6 separate regions of the Mus musculus genome follow, and all the other regions are linked to region 1. Evidence: chromatin contacts called from public promoter capture Hi-C data. All regions are on one chromosome and are shown on one strand. The core of a region is the stretch at or near the end of the contact, and the rest is flanking DNA. Distances in the headings are between cores, read along the strand shown. Region 1 holds the start of Dip2a (disco interacting protein 2 homolog A). Region 2 holds the start of Trappc10 (trafficking protein particle complex 10). Region 3 holds the start of Cfap410 (cilia and flagella associated protein 410). Region 4 holds the start of Bcr (BCR activator of RhoGEF and GTPase). Region 5 holds the start of Pttg1ip (pituitary tumor-transforming 1 interacting protein). Region 6 holds the start of Adarb1 (adenosine deaminase, RNA-specific, B1).

Region 1 (3,118 bases), core at 360-2,859:
TGAAGAAACTTCTGGGTTTTTTTGTAGTATGAAGTATGGTGGCTAAGGGCAGTCTTACAGTTGAAGGACATCTGGCGCCCTCTCTGGAATTCTTTGGTACTGCATGCATGTGGTGCACAGGTACACACTTGCCTGCAAAACACCCACACATAAAATAAACCTTAACAAATGTTAAATGCTCTAAAGTGTTGTTAAATGCTGCTTAAAACGTTTTGTGTTGAATTTTTAAGTCTTTATTGTAAACACTTTTTTGTTCCGACGTCAATAAATAAAAATTCAGCTCTTTGAAGGACAAGGACATCATTCCCTTCCTGATTCCTGGCAGCCTAGAGTGAGGGACTGTCAGCTAAGCAGCTCCTTCCCCAGCAACCTGCTGGAATGCCTTCAAGTCTGGCTGTTTTCCGTACTTTACAGTCAATGTGAAAATACTCCAGCAGCAAGCTAATCTACTACAATTGAATCCAGGAGACCTGGTCCAGGAAACCTTGCTCTGGCCACACCCACTCCAGACAGTGCACCCGCCTCGAAAGGCGAAGCCCAGATGCTTTTTTTTTTCTCGACCAGTAAACTTTCGGCAGCTATTATTCATTCAAGAGGACAGGGAACACTTCCTTAGAAGAAACCATTGATCAGAGAAACGTGAGAAGTGTTGACCAGCTTTCATGCAAAGCTTGTGACTGCTTCCTATATAAACCTGTGACCTGCGGAAATAAATAGTCCCTCGTTTGCATACCACACCTCCTGCCTGTATAACCAGATTAGTCAGCTCAAATCAGATGTTTTAAAATCAGTTGGGGACACCTTCCTATGCTGTTCCTTGTGGATGTAATATTAGGCTCACTGAAAGCCTCCAAAATGGTCTTTTTTGTTGCCTACCTGGGATTTTTAATATATGTAGACAGTGGCAAGAGGGTGGCTAATGAGTAGTAGAAATAAAATTGTGTGTGTGTGCGTGTGTGTGTGTGTATATATATGTATGTAAGTATGTATGTATGTATGTATATACATGTTTATACGTATATGTGTATATATACCGCCACTCTGAGAATAGCTCCTTCAAAAATCCCACTAAGGTTTCCAACATGTCAGATCTATGCTTCCATGCCCCAAGGACATCTCAAGGACTGAGACACTGCCAGAGCTCCTTCTTGGTCAATGTCAGAGTGCTTCCAGGGTTATTGTGAAAGGGAATAAGCAAACACACTTTAAGGGCGGCAGAAAACCCGCCAGAGTTAGCTGATACCATAGCAGGAACGCGGACAGAATTAAGCGTGCCAGCAGGGCTCCTGAGGAAGAAGAAGGTGGGGATCCCGGAGGAGGGTCACCTGGGCGACATTGAAGTCCGTTCGGTGGGGTCGCACGTCTCCCGAGGCGCCTCTGTCCAGCTCTCCCGCCCGCCGCTCCTCTCGCACCCCGAAGCGGAGTAAAGCTCCGGGCTGCTCCGGCGTGTCTTATTGGCCAATGGAACCGAGCCTTTAAAGTTGCTGGGCGGGGCCGGCCCGGCGTACCCGCGCAAGCGTTGCCCCGCCCCTCAGCCGCGCACGCGCGTCCCCAGCGCGCTCCCGGAGCCGGAGCCAGCCGCGCTCGCGCCCGTGCCCGCGCCCCTGCGAAGCAGCCCCGGCCGCGCCCCGCCCGCTGCCGGCTGCGGGCGGCCGCTGCGGGTCTGCAGGCCCCGGTTGGGGGAACGCCTGAGCCACCGGCCATGGCCGACCGCGGATGCCCTCTGGAGGCGGCGCCGCTGCCCGCCGAGGTGCTCGAGAGCCTGGCGGAGCTGGAGCTGGAGCTGTCCGAAGGTGAGCCGCGGGTTCCCCCCACCCCCCACCCCGCCAGGGACCCTCGCCCGAGACCCCGCCCAGGGACCTCCGGGAGCGTCACCCCCGGAACCTGCGGGTACCCTCATACGGGATCCCCGCCGGCCTCTCCTCGGCATCCCTGTCTGGGCCGCTCGCCGGAGAGCCCGCCAGCTTCTGCAGACTGGCGGGTGCCCGGCCTCCGAAGGACACCGGGAGGGACTGGCTTGGGAGGTGGGCCTAGGCGCACTCTTGCTGCCCGACCGTCAAGGCCACGGTCCAGGTCCGGGCTTCCAGCGTGTGCCCTGCAGCCTGTCGGCCAGCAGGAAGCCCGGGATGCAGAAGCCGAGCCCCACCCCTGGAACCTCAGACTGCCTCGTGAGCCTCAGTTTCCTCATCTAGAAAACGAAGCAAAAGTACACTTGCGCCTTGTGGATTATGAGGCTGAAGTGCATTAACCTATAAACATGTAAAACGTGTTTAACACTTAAAAGGTTTATTCCTTTACGGAATTTTGATACAATTACACTGGGGGAGGAGGTGGGGGACAGGCAAGGGTCACGGTGCCTGCGTGGGGAGGTCAGAGGTCAGCTTGCACGGAGCTGGGAGCTGGTGCTCTCCTTCCACCTTGTGAGTTCTGGGAATGAACTCAGGTTGTCAGATTAGAGGGCAAGTGCTCGCCGGGCCAACCCGACAGCCCTCTCTAGGTGAGGATTTTTAAAAAGTTAAAAAGTCAAATAAGTGGTTGTTAGAAACAGACTAGGGAAATAATAGAACTCCAGAGATGGGAGTGGCGCCCTCAATTTGGACGCCTGGGAAAAGAGTTCTGTTCTCCATAAACTGACCTCCAACCCTGGTGGAAAAGCATCTGTGCTTGTTAACTCTGCTTTTGAGACTTAAATGCAATTAGAACTTGTTAGAATCCATCACCCCCCCACCCCACCCCATTTAGATTGTTAAGCTTTGCTGTGGTAGGTTTAGTGAGTTTTTGAGAATTCTCTTTTTCTTTTTAAATATATGCATTTCCCCTGCATGTTTGTCTGTATATCTTATGCGTGCCTGGTGTTCCCTGGAGGCCAGAATTGGGTCCTAGATTCATGTTGGTGCTGTGACTTGAACCCAGGTCTTCTGGAAGAACGGCCAGTGCGCTTAACCACTGAGCCATCTCTCCAGCTCCGTTTTGAAAATCCTTGATTCTCTTTGGAGGCGTGGTTGGGAATGATTCTGAGAAAAAAGGTCTATTGTACTGGATTTGATATGACTCCCCAGGGGAAATCGCATAGTTGTAGTTTGGCTTTTGCATATCAAATATGTTGTTGCAGATTGCT
Region 2 (3,118 bases), core at 292-2,791, 1.9 Mb before region 1:
CCTGGGGTTACCCACTCAGGAGGCCTCAGAGGATTCCTCAAAATCCTTGTCCCCTGGGTGGCGGGCACTCAAATTTGGCTCCGAAGCACACCATCTCTTATTCCATTTGAGGTGAGAGCTTCGTTCTTTGTGCTGACATCTCACAAACGCTTAGCTGGATGGGGTGAAAAACCTTTGGCACGTCCACGGAGGCTTTGGACCCCTATTCTTGCTTTGCTGTGCTCTCTCTAGGCCAGTGGTTCTGAACCTTTCTAATGCTGTGACCCTCCTAAATAAAAAATAAATATTAAGTAAATAAAAATAAAATATTAAATAATGAATAAAAATTAAATAAATAAACTAAAAATTAAATAAATAAAAATAAAAATATTAGAGAAAAATATTAAATAAACAAAATAAATATATTAAAGAAGTAAAAATAAAATTATTACATAAATAAAAATAGTTTGTTACTACTTCATAAACTGTAATTTTGCTACTGTTATGGGTCATAATGTAAATATTTTTTTTGGAGCTAGAGGTTTGCCAAAAGGCTCGGGACCCACAGGTTGAGAACCCCTGTGCCTGGCAGTCTCCACCTGCTTCAACTGCCCTAATCAGTTGCCTGAAAGCCCAAACCAACATGCTCCCCAACAGTCAAGTCATGCTCAGACATTCCATTTGCACACTGAATCCCATTTGCAAAAGCTCCCATAGACCTGCTTTACTTGCGCCGAGTTCAGTTCAAAGCAATATTTGATTTTGCGACATTCACAATACCTAGCGGCTTCAAAGCAGTACCAGCTATAGGTGACCAGTACTGATGAAGGTGGGACATAGGGAGCATTCTGGGAGCCAAGGGAAAGAGTGCTGAAGGCTGACGCAGGTGGAAACGACCTATGTGGTGGTTCATACGAGTAAAACCACCTAATCAACCAATCAAACAAAAACCTCACAAAACCAGAAAGGACAGTGGGAAGCTGGCGTGCCAGCGGGTGCACATGGAGTTGTACGGGGTGGGTGGAACACTTTCGATCTTGCCTCGCTTTGAGTCAGCACACTTGGCAAGTCCGTGTTAACAGGCAAGCAGAGACTCAGCTTGGCACTGCACAGTTGAGCTCGCCCAGATGTAAAAACCGACCCAAGGCATCCTGCAGAAGCCGGAAAGGAGGAAGCTCCCTCGGAGATAACGGGAATTCCGCCAGACGTGACGTGGGGGCACACAGGGTAGAAGCGAGGATGAGGGTAAGGGAGCATCTGCAGGTGCGAAGCCGAGGAGAATCCAGTTTAGACAGGTCTGATGAGACCAAGCAAGGGTCACCAAGCTTGGGCATTGAGAAGGTGGGGTCAAGGAGCTCAGGCACGTGCGCCGCCCTCTGTCCTCTGCAGCTGCCTGAGAACCGAGGCAGAGGCGGCTCCCGCTATTGACAGCTACAGCGGCCCCGCCCTGCACCGCCGGGCGGCCCGGCACGCGGCCTTTTTCGTAGGAGGGCATTCGGCGGCGAGGCCCGCCCCTTTAAGTCGCGCGCCCCGGAAGTGGTCACGCGGCGGCGCCGGGGCCGGAAGTGGACGCGGCCGGCGGCGGCGGGCGGCCGGCTAGGAGCTGCCGGGGGCCGGCGGCGAGGAGGCGCGGGCTCAGCGGGCCCCGCGCTGCCTCGGGTGCCCATGGCGGGCGGGGGGCCGGGCCGGTGACGCCGGACGCCCATGGACGCCCCTGAGGAGCCACAGCCACCGGTGGTCTACACCATGGAGAACAAGCCCATCGTCACCTGTAAGTGCGGCGGGGCGGGCGGGCGGGGGGCGCGGCCGGGCTTGGCAGCTCCCATCTACGCGGACACAGCCGACCTCCGACCTTTCCGCGGGTGACCTCCGACCCGCTGTGCAGCCGACGCCAAGCTTTGGGTCCTGACCTGGGCGGTCTCCGGAGCAGCTCGTTCTGTACTGTCAGTGCTGCTAGGGATCGGGCCGGCCTTCCCCGTGGGTCGGCTCTCCTGCGCGCTGACCGCAGTCCGGTGGGCAGGCCCAGCTCTCCGCAGAGCGCAGGTGCTCTTCCTCTAGTGACTGTCAAGCCGGAGTGGCAGGTGGCCGGCCAGGCTTAGGAAGGAACCCAGCTCTGTCTGGTCCAATCATCCTGTGCTTATAGGCACTTTCCAGAGCTGCTCCACCAGCGAGTTCCCGCTCGGACATCCCCTTCCGCACTTGTTCCTTCTCCCACTGAATGCACACACACACACACACACACACACACACACACTCACACACAAAGATTGGTTTCTCTGCTACAGAAAAAGAAAACCCTCATTTTAAAGCATAATTTCAGAACGGAGTAGTTTTGCAAACTATGGACTCATGGGAAGTGTGGACGGGTTGGTTAACATTTTGACAGCTTTGCGGTGCTGTCTCTCAAAGGACAGGTGTGATACGTGGCTGTTGGCAGTTCAGTATGTGCTTGACCTTATGAATTTACTTTTTTCTAAACAGGAAGCATATTTGCAAAACCTGGTGCTAGGCCCCAGGGTTCCCAAGGTCTCCAGCACACCCTGCTCTGTTTTCTCCTTTGGGCCCTTGGATACATGGGCTCCTCCCAGTTCCTTCCTGTAACCGCATAGACATTTCATATTTAAAGACTTACATCTCTTTATTGCTAGATTAACTTTCTCAGGGATATGGATGTGTCTCCCATAAAGTTGGGAGACTTGCATAGTTCAGCAGTTAGTTGTGTGTGTTTTGTTTTTTTTTTTTTTTCTTCCCAGAATGCTTGGCAACTGAGAGGCTTGCCAAACCTCACCTGCAGGCAGGTGGACCGATGTGGCAGAGCTGGTCTGGAGGCTGCCCCGCCCTGCCCGGGTGCTCCTTGATCCCCTCAGGGAAGTTGCACCCTGTTCATGGTTGGATTCAATGTGTTCCAGGTCCTGAGAACTTTCCCCCAGTACTGTGCACAGTAGGAATTCTGGATGAGTACTTAGAACCCACAGGGACACCCACTTACTTGACTGCATCTCCCGACCCTTAGCTTTGAACATTGGCATCTTCATTGCCATAGACATTTTATCAGCATCCTGCTGAAGGTAAAGTTGCAAGCTCAGCGGCATCGGCTGTGGCTAAGGAGAAAGGGTTAATTACTCTGGTAGCTAGTACT
Region 3 (3,118 bases), core at 438-2,937, 1.6 Mb before region 1:
GCCCAGCCTGCTCTTGGGGTGTTCTACACTGGGTGTTTCTACCTGGCAGTTTACAACAGTTCTGTGTCTAACACAGAACATCATTACAGTCAATACCCTCTGAGGACGCCTGGCCAAGGATCTTGTGGTTTCCCACCCTGAGACAGATACACAACCCTTTCTCCTTGCTGCCCCTGAGGCACAAAGAAAGGACAGACACTCTCCTTGCCAATGGTTCTGGGCTCAAGGCAGACAGAACTGCAGTTAAGTTTGGCCACGACACACCATCAGATCTGTGGATCAGACCTGGGCTGTGGGCTCCACAGTCCCAGCTGCCTGTCATTTCGGGTGGGGTTGGGGTGTCGCCTCCTGAAGCTGAGGAAGGCCATGCAGAGTGCCCCTGTTGATGTCCTTGAGGGAAATCACCACCAGGGACTCCTCTCAAGGCAGAGCTTTGACTCTGTTTTCCTCTGTGCAGGTCTAGCAAGTGACACGGCACTGAGCTGAAGATCACAGTTCTGTAACTTTAGCTATTCTTCTGGGGGAAGGGGCATCCGGAAGAAGATACAATCAAGGCAGAGCTTACATCTGTGAGCTGGCTGCCCCTGGAGAAGAAAAGAAATAGACTTTAATTTGTTGAATGAAAATATTTTAAAAATCCCCAAAGAAATGGCAATTGTCTATAAATCTAAAGATTCTACATTCGGAACAGTAAGGAAGGCTGGTTGCCCAAATAAGGGTGAGGTTGGTTTCTGCCAATACTCCCTGCTTGGTGCATGGGGGTACACAGTTTTCTCCTCTCAGGCTCCCATAGCAGAAAGCTCTTTCCAGTCACACACATAAACAAAGGGATCTTCATAAGAGGCCAAGCTCAAAGGCCGGTCATGCAACTTCTGAAGCAAACTTCACGGGCCTGCAATGTGTGTTGTTTCTGCTTGCACAGAGGAAGCCCTGATGTGCTCGCTGGCTCGACAAAGAAAGGCATTATTGAAAACCCAGGACAGGGAGGACTGTGGCCCCAACACCAGATGTGCCAGGGCAGGGAAAGGCTTTTAATTAACAAAGCTCACTCTTTCCAGTAGCCCACTGACCATTACTAGAAGCAGGGGTCTGCACTTGCTCTGCCACTGCTAAATGCTCTGGCCACAGCATCCCACCCCAGTCCCCAGAGACACCTGTAGCTCTTCCACACGCCAGATACAAACTCCTCCAGAAGCCCGGGGCTTTCAGTATTAGTGTGACTCAGCCATGCAACTTAGAGTGCATCCATATAATAGCATCTAAGGTCTAGGCTGTCACTCATACCAGGTCACCCTCTCCAGCACCGGATCATGACTTTACAACCTCAGTCTCTCCCTGTAGACATGCCACTAAGCACCTCTGTCTTCAGATACCAGACACAGACACAGAGGGTTAGCGAAAAGCCCTCAGCAACACTAGAGGGAAATTCTAGTTATCCTGCGAGGGCCGCACTCCTCTGAAGCACTGGCCTCAGAGTGAGCCTGCAACCTAGCTAGCCTGGGGTAGCAGGCGCTCAGCGCGGCCTCTGCTTCCTCCCGCTCCTGGCCGGCCTCACCAGCAGTTGAGCTTCCGCACGTTGTGCAGCTCCGAAGCCTTGGCTCGGGACAGGACCATCTTTCGTGTCAGCTTCATGGTGGCCACAGGGCCGCGGGCCCGGCCGCCCTCCGCTGTACACTCGGCTAGCGGGAGAGGCCTGCGCAGCGGCGCGTCTCCAGGGGCGGGGCCCGCGTTTCTAGGGGCGGAGCCTGAGGTCCCATTGGCAGTCAGGCGAGAGGGCGGAAGCGCGCCGGCGAAGCGGGACGGCCCGACTTCCGTGATACGCGATTCCGCCCCGCCCCTTTGGCGGCCCGCCGGTCCTGCGCATGCACGAGGCTCCGGGCTTTGCTGCCTGGGGACCGCTGGTCTCTGCATCCCGTGTTTGCGTGCGCGGGAAGGGCGGCCCTTAGGATTCCAGTGTGCAAGAGTCTGAGATGGGCTGGCTTGGGTGAGAAAGGCGCCGGTGTGTGAGGGACTCGGGACGCCTGGCTGGTCTCGGAGACATCGAGGACAGAAAAGGTCGAGTCGGGAAGGGTGACAGAGTCCTCGTAGTGGATGCCAGCAGAAACCCTCCTGGCATGCTTGCTCCGGATCCTAATCCCTGCCATGGCCCTGGTCACCACTGAGCCCTCACCCATTTCTGCTTGACCCCAAATCGGGGATTTGTGTTACATAACAGCTAATCCACAACCAGACGATGACTGACACTTGTAATTGATGCACTCAGAGGCTGAGGCAGGAGGATTGCCTGAGCCAGTTTCTGGCAAGACTGGCTCATACAGACATTATCTCAAAAGACAAAGCCGAGTAGTGGGGGCTTGGGGAGGGACTGAAGAAACAGTTAAGAGCGCTGGCTGCTTTTCCAGGGCACTCATATGGCCGGATCACAACCTTATGTAACTCTAGTTCCAGGGGACTCAATGCCCCTCTTTTGGCCTCCTTGCGCACCAGACAGGTCACTTGGGTTGCACACACATGCAAGCATAACACTCATATGTAGAAAAACAAAACGAACAAAACAAAAACCTTAAAAACAAACAAACAAACAAACAAATAGAAAATAGACGTTATGTTTTTGAAAGTCAGTACTGTGCCTGTGGTTGTCAGTGTGCATTTTAAGTAATCACAAATGAATTTTTGTTTTGTTTTCTTCTGGAGAAAACAGATCTCCAGAAGAAAACAAAACGAAAGATTGTAGGTTGAAATCTTCATATCTTTTTCTATCCTACAGATTACACCGGGACAGGCACTGGGTACTTCAGGCCCTTTAGGTAATAAACTGCCCTTGATGAAGTATTCTAGGGCTCTATTGTCTGTCTGACCACCCTGGTCTGCCTTTACCAAAAACAAGTGAAATGGTTCAGTAGGTAACAGTACTGGACGCACAAACCTAAAAACCATAGTTTGCACCCTGGAACCCACAGTGGAAAGAGAGCGGACGCTGAAGATTTAGCCTCTGGCGGGCCATTCATTACCATCAGGAACAATAAGGCCTGAGCTGAGAGATACAGCTTAGCCACCAGTGTGGTGGGAAGAATTTTATAGGCTCAGTTCAGCCACGTTTAAAGAGGTCTGCTGGCCG
Region 4 (3,118 bases), core at 345-2,844, 1.3 Mb after region 1:
CTATTCCCCCACCCCCATCCATTCCCCTTCAGGAAGAAGGGGGTGGAGTCAGTTCAGGCGCAGGGCCAAAGAGGCACAAAAGCACTTGAAAATCACTCCAAAAAGTACCCATTTTCTCCCATGCCAATCTACTTCAAGAGTCCAGAACAGGTCCAAGTATGCCCACACAAGGCACTCACCTGCTTCCCCTTGAAAGGTGCTGTCCCCATCACTGGGCCAGATCTGCCCAGTCTTGCGGACACCCACGATGGTAGCCTCAGACACCACAACCTGGCACTGCCGGTGCCGCTTCTGGCACTGTGGCGTCGGGGGGCTGCTGCTGTCAAAGGACTGCTGCGAATTCTGCGAGGGTGAGCGGCTCTTGTCCCGGAACATGCGGTAGGTGGTGGGGCTTGGTGACACGCGGCTGGACTGGCCAGAGGAAAAGTCCTCCTCGCTGGAGGTGAGGTTCTCGTTGGAGCTGCAGTCCGGCGTGTAGCCACCTCCGCTGTCCTCGAAACTCCGAGGCGAGTAGGACCTGCGAGGCCAGGTTAGGCGTTTCTCCTGCTCTGAAGTGCTCTGGCTTCGCAGGAGAGGGCTCTTGCCCTCCCCTTCCACCATCATGCCTCCGACATAGATGCTCTGGTAGGGTTGGTACTCCAGGGGCGGCCAAGGGGGCCTGTTGCCGCCGTTGGCATTTATTAGGTTGTCCTTCAGGAAGCGGGGATTCAACTCTGCATCCTCATAGTCACCGTCAAGGCCGCAACTGCTTTCCGAGGAGCGCCCACGGTAATGGGGTCTGGGTGCTTCCCCCAGGCCCTGCCCGGCGCTCTGCTGGGACTTCTTGCGCTCCATTTGCATGGCCTGGCTGCCCAGGGAACTGATTCGGTCGGACACCTCTTTGTCGTTGACCTTCACCAGGCCGCGCTCGTGGTGGAACTCGACGTTCACGTAGAAGGGCTTCTCGGCGTCGGCAGAGCCGGGCTGGGCAGGTCCCTTGCGGATCTTCTCGAAGTTGGATCTGAGCGCCGCCACGCTGGTGGGGGGCCCTCGGTCGTCCCGGTCCGCCGATGCAGCAGCCGCTGGCCTGCGGGCGGACGCTGACCGCCCCTTACTCGGTGACCCCTCTCCGTCCGGCCGCGCCTCGGACTCCTCGACGGGCGCCGGGTCTGCGCCGTCGGCGGGCGCGGGCGGCGGGCGCGGGGCGGACGCTCGGGGCTCGGCGGCGCCGTCGGGGGGCTGCGCTGCACGGCGGAAGCCCCAGCGCTGCCGATCGTAGCTCTTCTTCTCCTTGGCCAGCAGCGTCTGCAGGTAGATCATGCGGAAGCGCTCCTGGTTCACCTCCTGCTCCAAGCGCCTAATGGAGGCCTTGCAGCGCTCCAGCTCCTGCTCGATGTCACCCACCGAGCGCAGCTCCATGCGCGGCGGCTCCGAGTCCGGGAACTGCGCCCTCCACGCCTCGGCGAAGCCCACCGAGTCCACCATGGCGCGGCCGGCTCACCTGCGCCGCCGAGCTGCGCGCCCGGAGTCCGGCTCAGCGGCGGCGCGGCGTTCTCACCGGGCCCGGGCTGGGGAGCCCGGTGGCTCCCATGGCCCCGCGGATGCGGCGGCGAACAATGCCCGCCCCCGGGGGCCGCAGGTGAGGTGGGAGGCTCGGCGGCGGCGGCTGGGGGTGGGGGGCGCGCGCGGGCGGGGGGAAGGGCGCGGGGTTGCGCACGCCGCTATTGTGTGCGGGGCTCCGCAGCGCGCGCGGCGGCGGCGGGAGCCGTCCTCCGCAGAGCAGGCCCACCGCCGGCCCACGGCCGCAGCCCCGCGGGCTCCTCGCCTCCGGTTCCCGCGCCGCCCCGCCCCGCTCCGCAGCTTTCCGGGCAGGCGCTCCGCTCGACACGGCCAGCTCTCGCCGCACTCCCGCCCCGGCCCGCACTCAGCGCTGCAGGAAGGGGAGGACCGGGGGGCGGTGGCCGCGGAGCGGCTGACGGGGCTGGGCGCGCCTCTTAAAGGGGCCGCGCCGCGGGAAGAGCGTTGGGTCCTTAAATCGGACCCGGGACGGCTGCTAACCGGTCTGATCCCCTTCTGTACACAGAGGCGCCCCAGACCGGGTGATTCGAAGCGATCCTTTCACCACGGAGACTCTCATGCCTGTTTCCTCTTTTCTGCATCCACCAACCTCGGTGCTGACCGCACCAATGAACACCCAGCAGGGCCCAAACTATTGAGAAATCAACCGGGGCAGGTCAACGGTGCAAGCCAACAGCCCGGGTGCTAGCCAGTGAACCTCTGGTGCTGGAGGTGGGTGATGAAGCTTCACAATGGCCACTCAGTTGTCACCGGACTCCTTACACTGAATGATAACTTAGGAATGTCTCCCCATCTGTTCGGTCAACGTATCTCCCTTCCTGAGTAATGACTTTTGACCTCTGGAGGCCAATGTAGTATTTTCGGGGTCTTTTTCTTTCTGTGAAAGGATCGCACACCTCCTTCTCAGCAACAGAGCTGGTGGAAGACAGGAAATCTTTAATGGCTCCCAACGAAGCTTAGGGATCTGAGGCACTTAGCAGAGATGCTCTCTGCAGGAACTCTCCAGAATACAAAATGAAACCCAGGCCAGCCTGCTGGGTGAGGTGAAAGGCAATAGGATTTGGCAGCTGAAGAACAGCTTCAATTTTGACCACTTCTCCCATCTCCGTGCCTCAGTTTCCCCGAGCTCTGAGATAAAACCAGAACACCTGCTTCCACAACTGTTATTTCCTTGGTTATAAACTGTTATCATGCTTTTCTAGAGAATTAGAGCCCAGCGCCAGCAGCCAGATCAGCAGGGCCTCCCTGACTTAGGCCGGGATTCTCTTTCCGGCCCTGGAACTCGCTTCCATCCAGCCTGTTGTCTGCACCTAGTAGGGTTCAGTTTGTGTTAACGTTGGTAGGGCTGGCGAGTCTTTGGAGCCCCGCTCAGGAACTCTGTGAGCGCTGTGCAGCTCGCTGCTGCCCTCTGTAGACATTTTTAATCTCTTGTTCCTTCCTTCCCCGCCTACCTCTTGCCCAGCAGGCAGTAAACAACGCAATTGCAGAGAAGAAATAGTTTTGCTGGTGACTTGACTTCTGAGCTTTGAAACAAAAACAAAGAGAGAGAGAGAGAGAGAGA
Region 5 (3,118 bases), core at 201-2,700, 1.2 Mb before region 1:
TCACTCTACGGATCTATAATCTACTACAGGTTCTGTGAAGCACACAAAAAATATTTAAAGGGTGAGTTTTGCCAGGCAGGGCAAATGCTTTATGGTCAGCATTTGAGAGGCAGAGGCAGGCAGACACCTTTAAGTTCAAAACCAAGCTGGGCGTGGTGGCACACGCCTTTAATCCCAGCACTAGGGAGGCAGAGGCAGGCGGATCTCTGAGTTCAAGGCCAGCCTGGTCTACAGAGTGAGTTCCAGGACAGCCAGGGCTACACAGAGACACACTGTCTCGAAAAAACAAACAAAAAAGTTCAAAACCAGCCTGAACCCAGTCTCAAACAACAAAAAAAGGCGAGTTTTGGGATACAGGATACGGTAATGTAAATTTATGCAAATTCCTTGTAAAGACTAGCCGTTTTAAACATCAGCTATCTCCCTATAGAATGTCAAGGAGTAGAATCCTTACACCTAACACGTGGTGGTTGGTAACAGGTGAAGGTTCGTGCCCCCCCCCCTCCCCCCAGTATCGCAGCAGACACCCTTGAGACACTGGGAAGGGTCCTGGGTCTCCACAGGCTCCCCAACACTCTGCCTGGCATAAAGTCCTTACTGGAGAATCTAGCCCCAAGTTCCCCGGGGCGGCCAGGGTCAGCTCCTTTAGTCACCCTCACCAAGGTAGCAGGAGTGAGGCAGTCCCAGACCGGTCCTAGGCATACCTGGGAGCAGATAAGAAACTTAAACAGAGAGACGCGACAACTGGCAAAAGGTCACAAAGAGAAAACACACCGTGACAGGCTAGAGTGTAAAGACACCTTGAGAGAGCCTGAGCTAACAAAAATACTCTCTTGCAGCGCCTCATCAACTCTAGCGAGCGTACAAAGGTCAAAGTTGACCAAGCCTCAGTCTTGGACACAACTTGTCAGCTCCCTGATTCCCCTCAAACAAAAACAGTGCTGGAATGCAGATGGTCCCCGAGATGCTAAGCAGGTGCCGAGGCGTCGGTTCCGACTAGCCGAGTCTTTCGTGCCTCAGGGCACGACGTTAACTTCCAGCAGAGGCTGGCTGCCTTACCCAGCTTCAAGGGAGGGCGTGAGCGCAGAGGCAGCCAAGCCCGCGGGCTGGACTCCGCCCTGGATCCGACCCGGCCGCCCTCCTCCTACTCCTCGGCCCCTAGGCCCACGGGCCTTACCCACTCTCGGAGGTTCCTGCGCGGAGGCTCCGGACAGAAGCAACAGCAGCACGGCACCGAGGAGCATCACCCAGTGCGGCGTCAGCCCAAGGTTAGCAGGCGCCATGGTGAGTGCGTCGTCGGCGGGGACCTCAGGCGACTCAACTCCAACGCCGAGCTAGGATGTTTCCACAGTAAGCGCTCCGCCTCCGTAAGCTAGCCAGACGGGCGGAGCTTGCGAGTGCGCAGCCGCTGGCTCCGCCCCCTGACCTCCGCCCGCCTACGGGCGCAGCTGAGGCTTAGCACGCCTGCGCGCTGCTGGAACTGCGGGGAGGGAGCAATAACCGGAGCGTCAGAGCAGCGCGCGTGCGTAGTAGACTACTAGGCTGGGCAGTGGACAGCGAAGCTTTGCCACTTGCTCTGGAATGGAGCTGCTGGACTCTGAGGCGGGTTCTGAGGCTCAGCTGCTCTGCCTAACACAACTGCTCTGTAGCCGCCAACCCTTGGAAACCTCTGCCAGTCCTGTTAATTCTCTGCCAGAGCCGTATGCGTGTCCAGAGGGCAGGTTTTGTGGATTTACGTTAAAACAGCATCCAAGCTGTCTCGAACTTGTTACTGAAAGGCGTTTAAATCACTGAGGGAATGTGGAGGGTGTAGCTTAGATGGTAGAATTGCTTGCCTGGCAACCAATGCATGCACAAAGCCTCCGAGTTCCATCCTCAGAACCTCACAAATGAGTCGTGATAACACACACCTATCATCTCAGCACTTGGGGGTGGAGCATTGGAAGGATCAGAAGTTCAAGGTCTTCCTTAACCAATGAGACCCTGACTCAAAGAAAACAAAACAAATCCTTATTGATAGTGACTGGGGACGCAAACTTGAAGACACAGGAGCTTTGAGTAAGAGGGTACCTTCCCTGCTTGATTGTGCATGAACCAGAGACCTAGATAGCCAGACACCAAAAAGATCAATGCGGGACTCTGGATCCCAAGTTTCTCGACTCATTAAAGACCCAGACTCCAGTAGGAGTAAGCAAAATAGGATACAAGCTTGAGCCCACCAGCTTTATGTCCATTTGATACAAGCTAGTTATGACTGTAAGTGTTGCAACTCTGAAGGGAAAGGCTTGAAGCGTTCCAGCTCCACTCCTGGTGCTGCGGCAGAAGGTTTTCCCAAAGGAAGTATAACAGTTCTGCTGCAGGAGGGGGTTCCCATGGAAAGTGTCACAGGTCTGCTCTGCAGAGGAAGACTTCTCCAGCCAAAGTGTAACAATTCTGCTTTGCCAGAGGGAGGCTTTCCCCAGTGAAAGCGTTACAGCTTTACTTCGGCCAGGCAGGTTTTCCCCAGCCAAGTTCTGTTCCGGGGAAAATGTTACAGCTCTGCTAGAGAGGCTTCCTGGCAATTGGGAGCCAAGGAATACCACAAAGTCACACGACACATGAGGCACACAAGAGATTTATGGAGAGGGAAAAAAAGCAAACAAACAACAGCAACAACAACAACAAAAACAGGAGGGCAGCTAATTCTGCTAGGGTGAAAAGCAGCAGAGAACGAAGCCAAAGGCAGAGCTTATATAGGATTTCTTGGGGGTGGGGCTTCCCGTGGAGATTTCCAGGATGAGGATTGGTGGGATTTCAATTCCTGAGCTTGGGAGGACTCAGGGTCTTTGTATCACTGAGCTGGTCCAGAGCAAGGGAAGTTTAGCAGGGCCCTGGTTAGTGCAGTGCGGGATCTGGGTGGGAAATGAGTGGGACAAAGGACACGCCCCCCTCCAGTTAGTGGTCAGAGTCTCTAAGGCAAGGTTTTGTGGCCATGTATCATTGGATTGGCCAGGGCAGGGGTTCTGGAAGATGCTTTATCTGCATATTCTGCATATTCATGGTTGTGGGGGTGAGGGAAACCTTATAAGGTCAAACAAGGAGTGAAGCCTGATAACTGTAAGGGTAATATGGTGAGGGA
Region 6 (3,118 bases), core at 308-2,807, 1.1 Mb before region 1:
TTTATGTGCTCTGTTATCTTCACTTCAAGCTAGTTTTTTTGGCAGTGTACACAGCAGAGAAAGAAGGTCATTCCACTTAATCCTGGTTGAGACCGCAGAGTTCTGTTTTTGCTGTAACAATCCACAATGAACCAAAGATCTATCAAAGCGACCATCTCAGATGAGCATACTTCCTTTGTCCAGATCTCTGTCTCTCATATGTACTTGTGTCAGATCAGCATCTTCAATTCAGTCAATGAGTCACAGGAACACAGGTGATGTGCACAGGGGATGAAAAGGCTGGAACTTGCTCTCTTGTGGCCAAACCACAGCCATTATGAGAAGCAACGAGAGCTAGCTTACTAACAGTAGGTAACACATGACATAAGGGAGTGAGGTCATCTATGAAGCAGAGATGAACCAAACCAGCTGAACACTGCATAAAAGCTGCTATTCATCAGACTTACAAACCATGACTTTAAGTTACTAAGTTCTGGGGTAGTGTGATACCTAGAAACAGACACATTTGTCCTTGTGCACATACTTGTATGTGAAGCTTGACATCCTGGTAGGTGTTCCAAGAGTGATGATCTCTACTTACTTGCCAACAAGTGCACCCGTAGGCACTGCCTGGTGCCCACCTTTTAGGCAGGCTGAAGAATTCATTGAGTGGCTAGCTGGTCCAAAGGACATGTTTTTGTGATGGAAGCAGATGTGGACCGGCTACAACACTACTCCTGTGGTCAGTTCATGCTTCCGATTCTGGACCTCTCCAGGCCCCGTTCTGGGCATAGCACCCCAGGTTAAGACAATCTGGCGAGGAACCACACAAGTTGTTGACCACATCTTGGATGCTCGACACAGTACTTTACCTACCTGCACTTGTCTTTTACTAGACCTTTTTCTTTTTAAACAAACGTGGAAACAGACAATGCAAGCACAAGACACATCTGGTATGCCTAAGAGGTGGCAGAGCCTGAACTTGACCCTGGGGTCTAGGTTAAAAACCGGCCATCATTTCTAGTGACCACCAGTAGACACCCTGCTTCACAAAATCATGTCCCTGCTCCTCTCCCTACTTATTTTCAAGGTCTACGGAGGTGGGTGTCAGTGGCCAGGGCCAGCTCTCAAAACTGGACGAAGGCCCAGGGACGATTCTTGCGGGATGCCAGGGTACCACGTACGGGGTGTAGTAGGTCTTCAAGCGGCGGTCACAGTCGCACTTCAGTGGCTTCGCTCTGATTTTCCCTGCCCCATTCCCAGATCCCACAGGATCTCTAGGATCCTTGGTCCCACCTGTCCCCTTAGGTCCCATCCGAGGCTCCTGCCCGCGAGTTCGAGAACCCCGCCCCCGTCGATCTTCTCGGTGCGTGTCGGAGGCTCCCTTCCGCTTCGAGTCTCCCTAGCGACGCACGACCTGTTTTGGTTCTAACCGCTAACCCTCGCAGTTCCCGCCGCCGCGAGCGAGTCCGGACGTCGGCTCCGGGCAGGAGGCGCGCACGTCAGCGTGGAGCGCTGGCTCCACCCCTGCAAGCGAGCACGCGCGCGCGGCTGCGGCGGCTGGGGCGGGGCGAGCCGAGGGGGCGGAGCCGCCGGCGCCGAGGCTAGAGGCAGAGGCTGAGGCAGCGGCTGAGGCTGAGGTGGCTGAGGCTGAGGCGGCGGCGAGGGGCTCCTAGCTGGGGCCGCGGGGCTAGCCGAGGCCGCCGCAGCGCCCAGAGCCAGACGCCGGCAGCCCGCGGGCGCAGCGTGAGCGGAGGTAAGGCGGCGGGGACGCGGGCGGCCGCGTTTATGTAAGCGCGGGGCAGGTGGCTGAGGCCGCGCAGCGCCGGCGGCCGCGGACCTGACCACCGACCCCAGACCCTATGGTGCGGGGCCCGGGCCCGCGGCGAGCTGCGGGGTCCCTGGCGCATCCCGGGCGGCGCGCGGAGGGCGGGCCGCGGTCCTCTTGGATGCGCTGCGCTGCAGGAGGAGGCTGCGCCCAGGACGGCTCGTCCGCTCCTGGAGGCGCCGCGTCCGCGTGGGATGCGCTGCGCCGCGGCGAGCCGACCGTGCGCCTCTCGGACAGGAGGTTGTGCCCGCGGAGAGGACCCTGTACTCCAGGGAGGGGACCTGTGCCCATCAGAGAGGAGACTGCGCCCGGGGAGGGGAATGGTGTACCGGGCGGAGGGGACCTGTGCTCCGGGGAGGGGACCCTGTACCCCGGGAAGGGACCTTTACCCAGCACAGGGGACACTGCACACCGGGAGGGGGACCTTGTGCCCTGCAGAAGGAAAGCTGCGTCCGGGGATGGGGACCCTGTATCCTAGAGAGGGGACCTGTGCCCTGCAAAAGGAAAGCTGCGCCCTGAGAAGAGACACCCTGTGTCACTCTGAATCTGTGTCCGGGGATGGGGACCCTGTGCCCTGCAGAAGGGACCATGTGCTTGGTAGAGGAAAGGTTGAGCTCTGTATTCTGCAGAAGGGACCAGTGCCTAGCAGAAGGGAGGCTAAGCTCAGGCTGGGGGGTGGGAACCCTGTGCTCTGAGGAGAGGAAGCTGCACCAGGGGATGGGGACTTTGTGCCCTGCAGAAGGGACCATGTGCTCCGCAGAGGCGAGACGGCGCCCAGAGGAAGGGCACAGGGAGGGAACCCTGTGCCCTGCAGAGTATACTCTGAACTCCGAGGAGGGAGACCCTAACCCTATATCCCACAGAGGGAAAGCTACGCCCAGTGAGAGCATCTTGTGTCCTGCAAAGGAGACACTGCGCTCCCACGGGGTGGACACCGTAACCTAGGTGAGGCAGGCTGCTTTTTTGGTGGTCCATGCCCCTTCCGAGGGCTCAGAGCCCACATGGGCGCCGAGCGCCTGGGAGACGAAGTTCCGAGTACCCAGCGCGAGTACCCAGCGCGTCTGCTGTTTGTGGGAGCCATCTGGGACATTAGGGGTTGGAGGTGAATTTTGACGCGCACACATAGGCAAGAGGAAAATCACTGTGTGGTGTCTGTGTGCAAGGGAAATGTCAGATGGGGCTGTGGACGCTAGACTAGTGGCGCCGGAGTCGCCTTTGGAGGACCAGAAAAGTGTTCCGTTCGGGATTTATGAGGGGGATATCCGCACTGGAGTGTCTGGTTGGAGGTCAGTGTTTTCACCTAGCAGGTTT

What was found. Promoter capture Hi-C pulls out the DNA fragments that hold promoters and counts their contacts.
Region 2: a contact with region 1 is called in a promoter capture Hi-C map of pre-B cells, with 6 times the contacts expected there. The contact joins the promoter of Trappc10 here to the promoter of Dip2a in region 1. A contact is called at or near these places in 3 of 39 promoter capture datasets (liver and pre-B cells).
Region 3: a contact with region 1 is called in a promoter capture Hi-C map of neural stem cells. The contact joins the promoter of Cfap410 here to the promoter of Dip2a in region 1.
Region 4: a promoter capture Hi-C map of pre-B cells shows a contact between it and region 1, with 4 times the contacts expected there. The contact joins the promoter of Bcr here to the promoter of Dip2a in region 1. A contact is called at or near these places in 3 of 39 promoter capture datasets (liver, neutrophils and pre-B cells).
Region 5: a promoter capture Hi-C map of pre-B cells shows a contact between it and region 1, with 4 times the contacts expected there. The contact joins the promoter of Pttg1ip here to the promoter of Dip2a in region 1. A contact is called at or near these places in 5 of 39 promoter capture datasets (the C10 cell line, cranial neural crest, liver and 2 more) and 3 of 9 other capture datasets (adipose tissue, embryonic stem cells and liver).
Region 6: a promoter capture Hi-C map of pre-B cells shows a contact between it and region 1, with 7 times the contacts expected there. The contact joins the promoter of Adarb1 here to the promoter of Dip2a in region 1. A contact is called at or near these places in 7 of 39 promoter capture datasets (the 3T3-L1 cell line, the C10 cell line, cranial neural crest and 4 more), 3 of 484 Hi-C or Micro-C datasets (CD4 T cells and embryonic stem cells) and 1 of 9 other capture datasets (liver).

What each region holds. Positions count from the first base shown.
Region 1 is chr10:76,343,782-76,346,899 of GRCm38.p6, reverse strand. It overlaps Dip2a (disco interacting protein 2 homolog A), which reads left to right and starts at 1,609. Exons shown (of 38, transcript NM_001081419.2): 1 at 1,609-1,793. The coding sequence starts at 1,703. Gm40699 (a long non-coding RNA gene) reads right to left here and starts at 1,605. Exons shown (of 2, transcript XR_871838.2): 1 at 1,326-1,605; 2 at 1-132.
Region 2 is chr10:78,243,068-78,246,185 of GRCm38.p6, reverse strand. Trappc10 (trafficking protein particle complex 10) reads left to right here and starts at 1,541. Exons shown (of 23, transcript NM_001081055.2): 1 at 1,541-1,750. The coding sequence starts at 1,684.
Region 3 is chr10:77,977,219-77,980,336 of GRCm38.p6, reverse strand. It overlaps Cfap410 (cilia and flagella associated protein 410), which reads right to left and starts at 1,687. Exons shown (of 7, transcript NM_026431.2): 1 at 1,556-1,687; 2 at 566-584. The coding sequence starts at 1,632.
Region 4 is chr10:75,059,372-75,062,489 of GRCm38.p6, reverse strand. Bcr (BCR activator of RhoGEF and GTPase) reads right to left here and starts at 1,594. Exons shown (of 23, transcript NM_001081412.2): 1 at 180-1,594. The coding sequence starts at 1,464.
Region 5 is chr10:77,579,987-77,583,104 of GRCm38.p6, reverse strand. Pttg1ip (pituitary tumor-transforming 1 interacting protein) reads right to left here and starts at 1,450. Exons shown (of 6, transcript NM_145925.3): 1 at 1,178-1,450. The coding sequence starts at 1,283.
Region 6 is chr10:77,416,712-77,419,829 of GRCm38.p6, reverse strand. Adarb1 (adenosine deaminase, RNA-specific, B1) reads left to right here and starts at 1,557. Exons shown (of 11, transcript NM_001024837.2): 1 at 1,557-1,735. It overlaps Gm17769 (predicted gene, 17769), which reads right to left and starts at 1,454. Exons shown (of 1, transcript NR_027377.1): 1 at 1-1,454.